Regions from separate parts of the Gossypium arboreum genome. Here region 2 is linked to region 1. Evidence: chromatin contacts called from public Hi-C data. All regions are on one chromosome and are shown on one strand. The core of a region is the stretch at or near the end of the contact, and the rest is flanking DNA. Distances in the headings are between cores, read along the strand shown.

Region 1 (4,329 bases), core at 1,060-3,559:
TTATCAAAAGTGCTTTTGAGAAATAAAATATTCATTTTAAATATAGTATTATAAAGTAACAAATATACATTTAAATAATGTTCAAATTAGTTAATATTATGATCTTTTAGTAAGAATATAAAAAATAATTTATTATAACTTGTTAATATTTTAATATATAAAATATAAATTTTAAATATTTTAAGCAATTAATATTAATTATTTATAAAATTTAATTAGAATATAAAAACAATGTTTTAAATATTTGTAATTAAATATTAACACATTTTGTTATTGTAAGAAATGTTTTTTAATTAATGATATTATTTTAAAATGTAATTTAAAATATAACCCATATTGGATATTAACATAACATAGAAAATATAAACCTAATAAATTAAAATATTATATGTATTTAGATTAAAGTTTAAAAAGAGGTAATATTTATATACTAAATATAAATATTAAAATTTTATATTAACATTTGTAATTTAAAGTGAATGAAAAGTGGTTGAAAAAAAAGAGGATAAAAAATAATAATACTTTCAGAGGTGATTTTGATTAAAAAAACTAAAAATTTTAGATTTAGAGTAAAAGTACTTTTGAAAAACTACTTATTTCAATTAAAAGTTACTTCTTTTGCATAACTTTTCTTTTGAAAATATTTTTAAGTATAACTAAATACAACCTAAAATAGTTTAAAACACATATTTAATATTCATTTGATATAAATTCAAATCGTATTACTAGTTCTAACTGAAAAGAAAAAAATTATGTATTAATTATTTATTATCAAATGGTATGCACTCCCAGACTCCATAATCTCCTCGATTGAAATTTGTTAATTAATCCTGCTACGAAAATATTTCTAAAATAATCCCACAATACTGCAAAAGTAGTGGTCTTCAACGAGACTTGAAGAGAATATTCACCAATTGTCCAAGTTTTAACACACACCGGATACTGCGAACGAGTGGTCTTTAATGAGACGTGAAGAGAAACGAAAAAGATTCCATGAGGCTGTTCTTAGAACACTCTATCCACCGCCATCTCCACCGGAATCTGAGGAGGAAGAGGAAAAGAAACAGCTGATCACATCACAGAGGGCTGTCGACTTCGGGCCCGGAAACCCAGGTGATTAAAAAATTATTTAACATCAAATAATTTAGATTAGAAAATGTAATCAAATTTGGGTGGCAGATGATTCTGAGGAGGACAAGTGTAGTTCCCCAAAGACTGCCGACGAAGATGACGGAAGTCAATCTGAGACTCAGAAGCTGAGTAGAGCTCAAAGGAAAAGACTTCGAAAGAAAAAGCTCAAAGAAGATGCTTTTCGTCGTGGGAAGATAATTGGGCCTTTGTTACCGTCATCTAAAAAAGATGGAGTGGGTTCATTGCAATGTGAGCCTGAAGGTATTCGAGAAAATGCTCGACAGGAACAAGTTGCTTCAAGTGACAAACCTGGTAAGTTTTTAACTTGGTCTTTCTTCTTCTTTAACCAGATGGGAGACTAAAATAAATTCATTGATTTGGGGTGTTTGTTCAGGCGATCAGCAGGAAGGTGATTGTAGTACCAAGAAGAAGCTGAAACAGAGGTTGATAGCTAAAAGGTTGGCTAAGGAGGGGCTGAAATCCACTGAAGGTGAGCATTCTGGTCAAGACAAAGAGCACCAAGTAATCTAGTCAAAGAGAATTGCCATCAAGCTTAATAATTTAAGTCCTTTAACATGGGTTCTTGTTGTGAAGACTCGGGTAGTTCCACCAGTTAGAACTCCGATGTAGTTGAAGAATAATAGATTCATGAACTTGAAAATACCAATGAAATATAGATTCATTGGTCAAGAATCTAGAAAACAACCATGCCTGCAAATGCAATAGATTCATTTTGGAGCCTAATGTATTATCTTTGCTTTGCTTTATTAGTAAAATGGGGAAAAGAGCTGATAGAAACAAGACTCCTCGACCAAAATGCTCTAGCAGATCATTACTAAGCAATGTCATGGGGACTGAACTGTTCACGATTTGCATAGCTAATGTTGGGCTCAAGGAGCAAATGGAGCCGAAGGCCCAAACTCTAAAAAATCCAAAAATTAGAACTTTACCCTAGACCCAAAACTGAAAACAAGCTTTCAGAACACAAGTTTTATTAATAGCTTTCTTCATCACTCTCTAAAAAAATTCAAAAATTAGAACTTTACCCTAGACCCAAAACTGAAAACAAGCGTTCAGAACACAGGCATTATCAATAGCTTACATCATCATTCTCTTCCATTTCAATTCAGTTTCTCACAAAACCCAAAACCTTGCCTTTCCCTCCCTCAATCATCCAATGGCGGAGCTGAAACTCTCCGAGAGCCGAGACCTGACCCGAATCGAACGCATTGGGGCTCATTCCCACATACGGGGCCTAGGCCTCGACTCCTCTCTGGAGCCCCGTGACGTCTCGGAAGGGATGGTGGGCCAAGCACAAGCTCGTAAAGCTGCCGGTGTCATCCTCCAAATGATCAAAGACGGTAAAATTGCTGGCCGTGCTATCTTATTAGCGGGCCAACCTGGAACCGGCAAAACCGCCATCGCCATGGGCATGGCGAAATCCCTTGGCCTTGAAACCCCTTTCTCTATGCTCTCTGGCAGCGAAATCTTCTCCCTTGAGATGTCGAAAACCGAAGCTTTAATGCAAGCGTTTCGAAAGTCCATCGGAGTAAGAATCAAGGAAGAAACTGAAATAATCGAAGGCGAAGTCGTTGAAATCCAGATTGACCGGCCGGCAGTTTCTGGGGCGGCTTCAAAAACTGGAAAATTAACGCTTAAAACGACGGACATGGAGACCGTTTACGATTTAGGGGCGAAGATGATCGAGGCATTAGGGAAAGAGAAAGTGCAGAGTGGAGATGTGATAGCTATTGATAAAGCTTCAGGGAAAATAACGAAGCTTGGAAGGTCATTTTCAAGGTCGAGGGATTACGATGCTATGGGCCCGCAAACAAAGTTCGTGCAATGTCCAGACGGAGAGCTGCAGAAAAGAAAAGAAGTCGTCCATTGTGTTACGCTTCATGAGATTGATGTCATTAACAGCAGGTAAATTCGAGCTTATCTTTGGCAAAAAGTGTACCCTTTTCCAGATTTGCAGCTTTGTTGCCGTGTTTAATATGATTTCTCGAGTCTTTTTAACTTTTTCTGTAACTAGAATGCAAAGTGGTTCTTCCATTGTTTATCTGTTATTGTTCTGAAATTAGCGTAGAGCTGTTATCAGCTGTTTTGCTTCTGAAGTAAAACATAAATAGATTAACAAAAACTATGCCTGGGTGGAGAAACCTGTAACATTTTGGAAGAATTAACCAATTAGGTGAATTTGATTTACATGTTTCAAGCTATCTAGTGATGATTCTATTCAGAATTTGGATGCTGCATGTTAAGAGCTCTGAGTAGGGATGAAGAAGGTTAAACTCAATTAGCTTATAAGTAGATGATTCTTTGCTATGGTTGCGGGTAGCTTCTTCCAACGTGTATGTCTTAGGGATCAACATGTGTAGCGTTCCTTTATACCATCTCTACATACTTTTGTCATGTTGTTCAATCAAATGTGATGATACCATTGGTTTGTGATTATTAGGGAAGAATTTGTGCATGGTATATGGCTGGTATGAACATCATAACTTGTTGAAATTTATCTCTCTAGCATAAAATTTATCCCTAGAAAACATTACTGTGAGTTCAATGTATGCATATCCGGTGCAACTTTTCTATAGGCAGTATCTTTGCTAGTCTGCCTTATAGGATAATAGACTTAGAGAAGTTTTACGTTGTTTCACAGTAGAAAATAATCTATTTTTAGTCATCATCTCATGTTTCATTATGTTTGAGCTCAGAACACAGGGATTTCTTGCTCTTTTCACTGGGGATACTGGTGAAATCCGTGCTGAGGTGAGAGAACAAATTGACACGAAGGTGGCAGAGTGGAGGGAGGAAGGGAAGGCTGAAATCGTGCCTGGTGTTCTCTTTATCGATGAGGTGCACATGCTTGACATCGAGTGCTTTTCTTTCCTGAACCGTGCTCTTGAGAATGAGATGGCCCCTATATTAGTAGTTGCTACAAACAGAGGCATAACTTCAATCCGTGGCACAAATTACAAATCCCCTCATGGAATTCCAATTGATCTTCTTGATAGACTACTAATCATCACTACTCAACCTTATTCCGAGGATGAAATTCGTAAGATTCTAGACATCAGGTGCCAAGAGGAAGATGTAGAGATGTCTGAAGATGCAAAACAACTGTTGACCAAAATTGGGCATGAGACCTCCTTGAGATATGCTATCCATCTGATCACAGCTTCTGCACTGAATTGC
Region 2 (4,329 bases), core at 1,048-3,547, 160 kb before region 1:
ACAAGTTTGACCTGCTTAACTAGGTCATTCTGTGAAATGCCTAGATTCAAGGCTAAAAGAAATAATTGGTCTTGATTGAAATAAATCCTCACTTTTTTCCATCCTTTGTACTAAGCAAAACCTAAGGATGTGTACTGCGTTCTCCACAACAAGCTCTGAAAACATGTGCTTTTTCATACTAAAAATTGCGTGTTATAGCTAAGGATTTGAGACAACATAACCATTCTAAAGGCCAAGTAAAGAATACAGCCAAAACAAACAAGTTAAGACATCATACGTCTTCAAGATTTTCCAACCAAAACTGGTAGGCAAAACCAGGGGAATTCTATAGACAAAATATCATTTAAAAGCACGTTGCAGCGGTTGCAATTTTATTGAAATAACTGTACGGTTGAGAAAACAAAATGAACCAGCATTCAGAACATCTTTTCGATCCATCAGTCATGAACTGTACAAGGCTTAAAACTGCTAAAAGAAGCTTCCAAGAGAAAAGAAAGCAACACGTGGAATAACAACTAAAATGCTGCTAGCTTTCCATCACTACGAATTGGGACGAGAGGCCCACCCTACAGGCAAAGCAGAATAGCACCCCTACTTGCATGATTATATCAAGCATACGATGAAGTAAATGCTCAATAAACCACCAAATGAACACAACATAGAAGTAATCAATATCAACTAAAATGAGAAAAAAAAAATGAGAAAGTTTCACTAAGAACTCTTCTTCTTTGACCTCGAATAAAAACTGAGGTACCATCTCACTAACTTCTTCAACCCTGCCTCCAAATCAGTCGCCGGCTTGTAACCGAGCTCCATCATTGCTAAGGTAATATTGGCGTGTGTAAACTCCACATCCCCATTTCTTGGTAATGGCACTACTTTCTTCTTAGCTTTCACCTTTAAAATCTTCTCCAATATACTAACCAACGTACTCACAGGTACAGGCGAAGTATTCCCCAAATTAAAAATCCTCAATTGTGCAGGCCCTCTTTTCTTTCCCCCACTCCCTGTACTCTTCTTTGCCGTATCCAATGCTCCCAAACACCCTTTCACTATATCATCGATATAGGTAAAATCTCTAGCCACACTACCCTTATCTGGTGATTCATATACAGTGATAGTTTTACCTTTCATTATATCTTTAGTGAAAAATAAATATGCCATATCGAGCCGACCCCAGGGACCATAAACCGTGAAGAATCGCAATCCAGTTAATGAAAGTCCATAAATATGATTATAAGTATGCGCAATTCCTCACCAGCTTTCTTTGTAGCAGCATATAAACTAGCAGGTTGATCAGTTCTATCTTTCTCTGAAAATAGGACCTTAGAATTCAAGCCGTATACCGAACTTGAAGATGCCCAGATAATTGCCGGTTGAAGGTTGGCCGATTTCGACACTCCAGTAAGTTCACAAATCCAGCAATGTTACTATGAACATAAGATCCTGGGTTTTGCATAGCGTAACGAACACCTGCCTGAGCTGCTAAATGCATTACGTGAGTAAACAAAACGGCATCGAACAGTTGCTCGAGAAGACCCTTGTCGTTGATGTCGCCTTCGACGACAAAAACCCAAGCTTTTTCGAGGATCTTCTGGCGAGCCCTTTTCAGGGTTGGATCATAGTAATGGTTAAAGTTGTCAAGGCCAAGGACACTGTCTCCACGGCGTTTAAGAGCGAGGGAAACATGGGTTCCGACGAAACCGGCGGCGCCGGTCACAAGGACGGTGTTACCGGTGGTAGAGCGAGGACGGGCAGATTTGCGGATTAGTTTGTGGGAAAGAGAGAGTGGGGTGCGGTGGGACCCAGTAGATAGGTGGCGGCGCAACGATGGTTTGGAAGAAGGGGAGTAAAGTAGGAGGAGGAAGATAAGGAGGACGGAAAGGAAAAGGGTAATAAAGGGTTAGCTTGGAAAGAGAGGAAGATGCGGCGGAGGAGTTGAAACGGAAAGCTTTGTCGGGTTTGTATTTGCCAGGAGTGGATGGAATGTTGTCAAGGTGTGACATTTGGAACAATATAAGATGGGATTTAGGATTAGGGTTCAGATTTTTAGTGGTGACGGCGGTGGTGGCGACAGCGGAGAAAGAGGAGGAAGGAAAAAAAGGAAGGTTTGGCTTTTTTTTTTATACAAATAACCTTAAAAAAACAAATTAATTAACAAAATGACTTAAGGAAAAAATTATTTAAGGAAATAACCTATTTTGAACAATGTAATTTGGCGTCCTCGATTGGTTAGATGGCACCATCTACTTTTCAGTTAGCATCTTTAACTAATCATTTGGTTTTAAAGAAAATAAAATTTTGATATCATGATTGTGTCAAGTGCCATTTATATATTTTTAAAATATGAGTGAAAATAATATTTGTAGCATCAATCATTTAAAAAAATATTTGTATTTTAAATATACATGAGAAAATATAAAAAAATATTTTATGGATGCAATCGGTATATTAGGTGGCATCAGTGAAAATTAAAAATAAGTAACATAAAAAGAAAAAAAGCAAAAAGAATTTCAGTAGTTTATTCTTCTGTTTCACTTTTTTTTAATTTTATTAGTGCCACTTGGCACACCAATACCACCTATAAAATAATATTACTTTTTGTATTCTCTTTTGGTGTAAATTGAAAATACAAATATCAATTTTAAATTTATATATTTGAAATGTTATTTAGACATGACAAATAATTGCAAATTTAATTTTGTTTGGTAAAAGAAATTGAAAGTAGATATTGGGTTTTAAAAACATTATTTATGTTATTAATTGATAGTTATAATTGTAATATATAGGTATTTGAATAGTTAAGGTACAAGTCTTGTTATATATAATTGTTTAAGCTCCTAGTTTTATTTTATGTGAGTTTTACTTTGATGGATTGATTTTAGTCTAAATTATTAGGATTCTTAGTTTATTTGTGTTATATATTAATTTGATTTTACTTTATAGTTTATTAGGCATGTATTTGTAATTATATTATAATTGTATTGAATTTATATTGTAAACTCCAAAAAAGTCAAGAATGCTCTCTCTTAGTCTCTTAGATAAATAGCACTGCCTGTGGATGGGTCTGAGTAAAGTGGTGACTTTAAAGGGAATGGAGAAGGATGAGATCTCTCTTTTGAAGGAGGAACTGATTCAGTCGTCCGTTAAAAGCTTGCTGGTAGTTCTAGATGAAAAACTGACGTTGTTATGCATTGTGTGGATTAAAAAATCTCACAATCCAGATAGTTTTCAGGCTTAATTAAAAAGTATTTGGCAGACTAAAAAGAAATTTGAGATATAGGTTACAAGACAAAATTTGTTTTAAATTTCATTTGAAGATGAAGAGGATCTGGAGTTGACTTTGGAGGGACAATCATGGCTTTTTTTATGGCAATTGATTATTTTTGATAAATTATTGGAATCGATGGAACGAAGCAAAATAGATTAGTGGCGTCTCTTTTTTGGGTCAAAGGGGGTCCTTGTCCCCCAGAGTGTGATTGAAAGGATCTTATGCATGCAATTGGATCCACCTCTAGGGGAGTGCTTAGATCGAAAGTCAAAGGTGATTTTTATAGGATTAAATTGTAGATGAATGTGCAAACACCTTTAAGAAGGGGATTTTTATTCTAACTGAGTCGCAATAGAGAATTTGGGTCCATGAAAATTTGCATGGAGTTTACTTTGGGTGTGGACAGATAGGGCATAGTATTAACGAGTGTATCGAGGTTACACTAAAGGTTAAAGACCTACCCGAGGATGAGTTACCATATTCGTTGGCTCTTAAGGCAAAATTAAATTTCTTGGGTAAAAAGAGTTTAAAGCTAAAATCTGTTGCGAGGAAATCAATGAAGCAATGGTCGTATACTAGAGCAGATGAAGAAAATGTGGCGGCACAATAAAATTAGTGAGGTCAGTCCATTCTCTAGGAGTGGAGGCAAACGTCAAATCGACGAAAATGGGAGCTGTGGTGGAGTTTGAGTTTGACTCGAAAACTATTAGTGTGAGGAGAGATTTCAGGAATGGCTTGGCTGATAAGGATTGTGAAACTGATAGAATCTTTCCAAGACTTTGATTGGGAAAATATGGATCATAATGAATCTCTTAATGAGATAGGGCGCAATATGAAAGTGGATGAAGTCTAATCTGAGGTCATGCGTTCATGGAAAAAGAAAAAAGACATGAGAGGAAATTGACGAGTTGGGGAATTTTTCCAAGCATTGAAAATGGAAAAAGAGCGAAAATTGTTGAAAAGACTCAGATGATTTAATGACTATCGTTACAGAAAGGAATTCTTCGAAGTAAGATTTAACTTCACTTTATCAGGGATCGACGGCTGCCAAGAGACAA

What was found. A called contact is a pair of places that touch in the nucleus more often than the background predicts.
Region 2: a contact with region 1 is called in a Hi-C map of leaf, with 3 times the contacts expected there. The contact joins the promoter of LOC108482147 here to the promoter of LOC108474165 in region 1. A contact is called at or near these places in 4 of 5 Hi-C or Micro-C datasets (all in leaf).

The regions. Positions count from the first base shown.
Region 1 is chr11:41,779,933-41,784,261 of ASM2569848v2, reverse strand. LOC108474165 reads left to right here and starts at 2,309. Exons shown (of 2, transcript XM_053021815.1): 1 at 2,309-3,057; 2 at 3,849-4,329. The coding sequence starts at 2,309. LOC108474164 reads left to right here and starts at 740. Exons shown (of 3, transcript XM_053021816.1): 1 at 740-1,113; 2 at 1,180-1,443; 3 at 1,526-1,932. The coding sequence starts at 963. The coding sequence ends at 1,662.
Region 2 is chr11:41,939,490-41,943,818 of ASM2569848v2, reverse strand. LOC108482147 (UDP-glucuronate 4-epimerase 5) reads right to left here and starts at 2,297. Exons shown (of 4, transcript XM_017785261.2): 1 at 1,897-2,297; 2 at 1,402-1,895; 3 at 1,253-1,399; 4 at 340-1,250. The coding sequence starts at 2,006. The coding sequence ends at 712.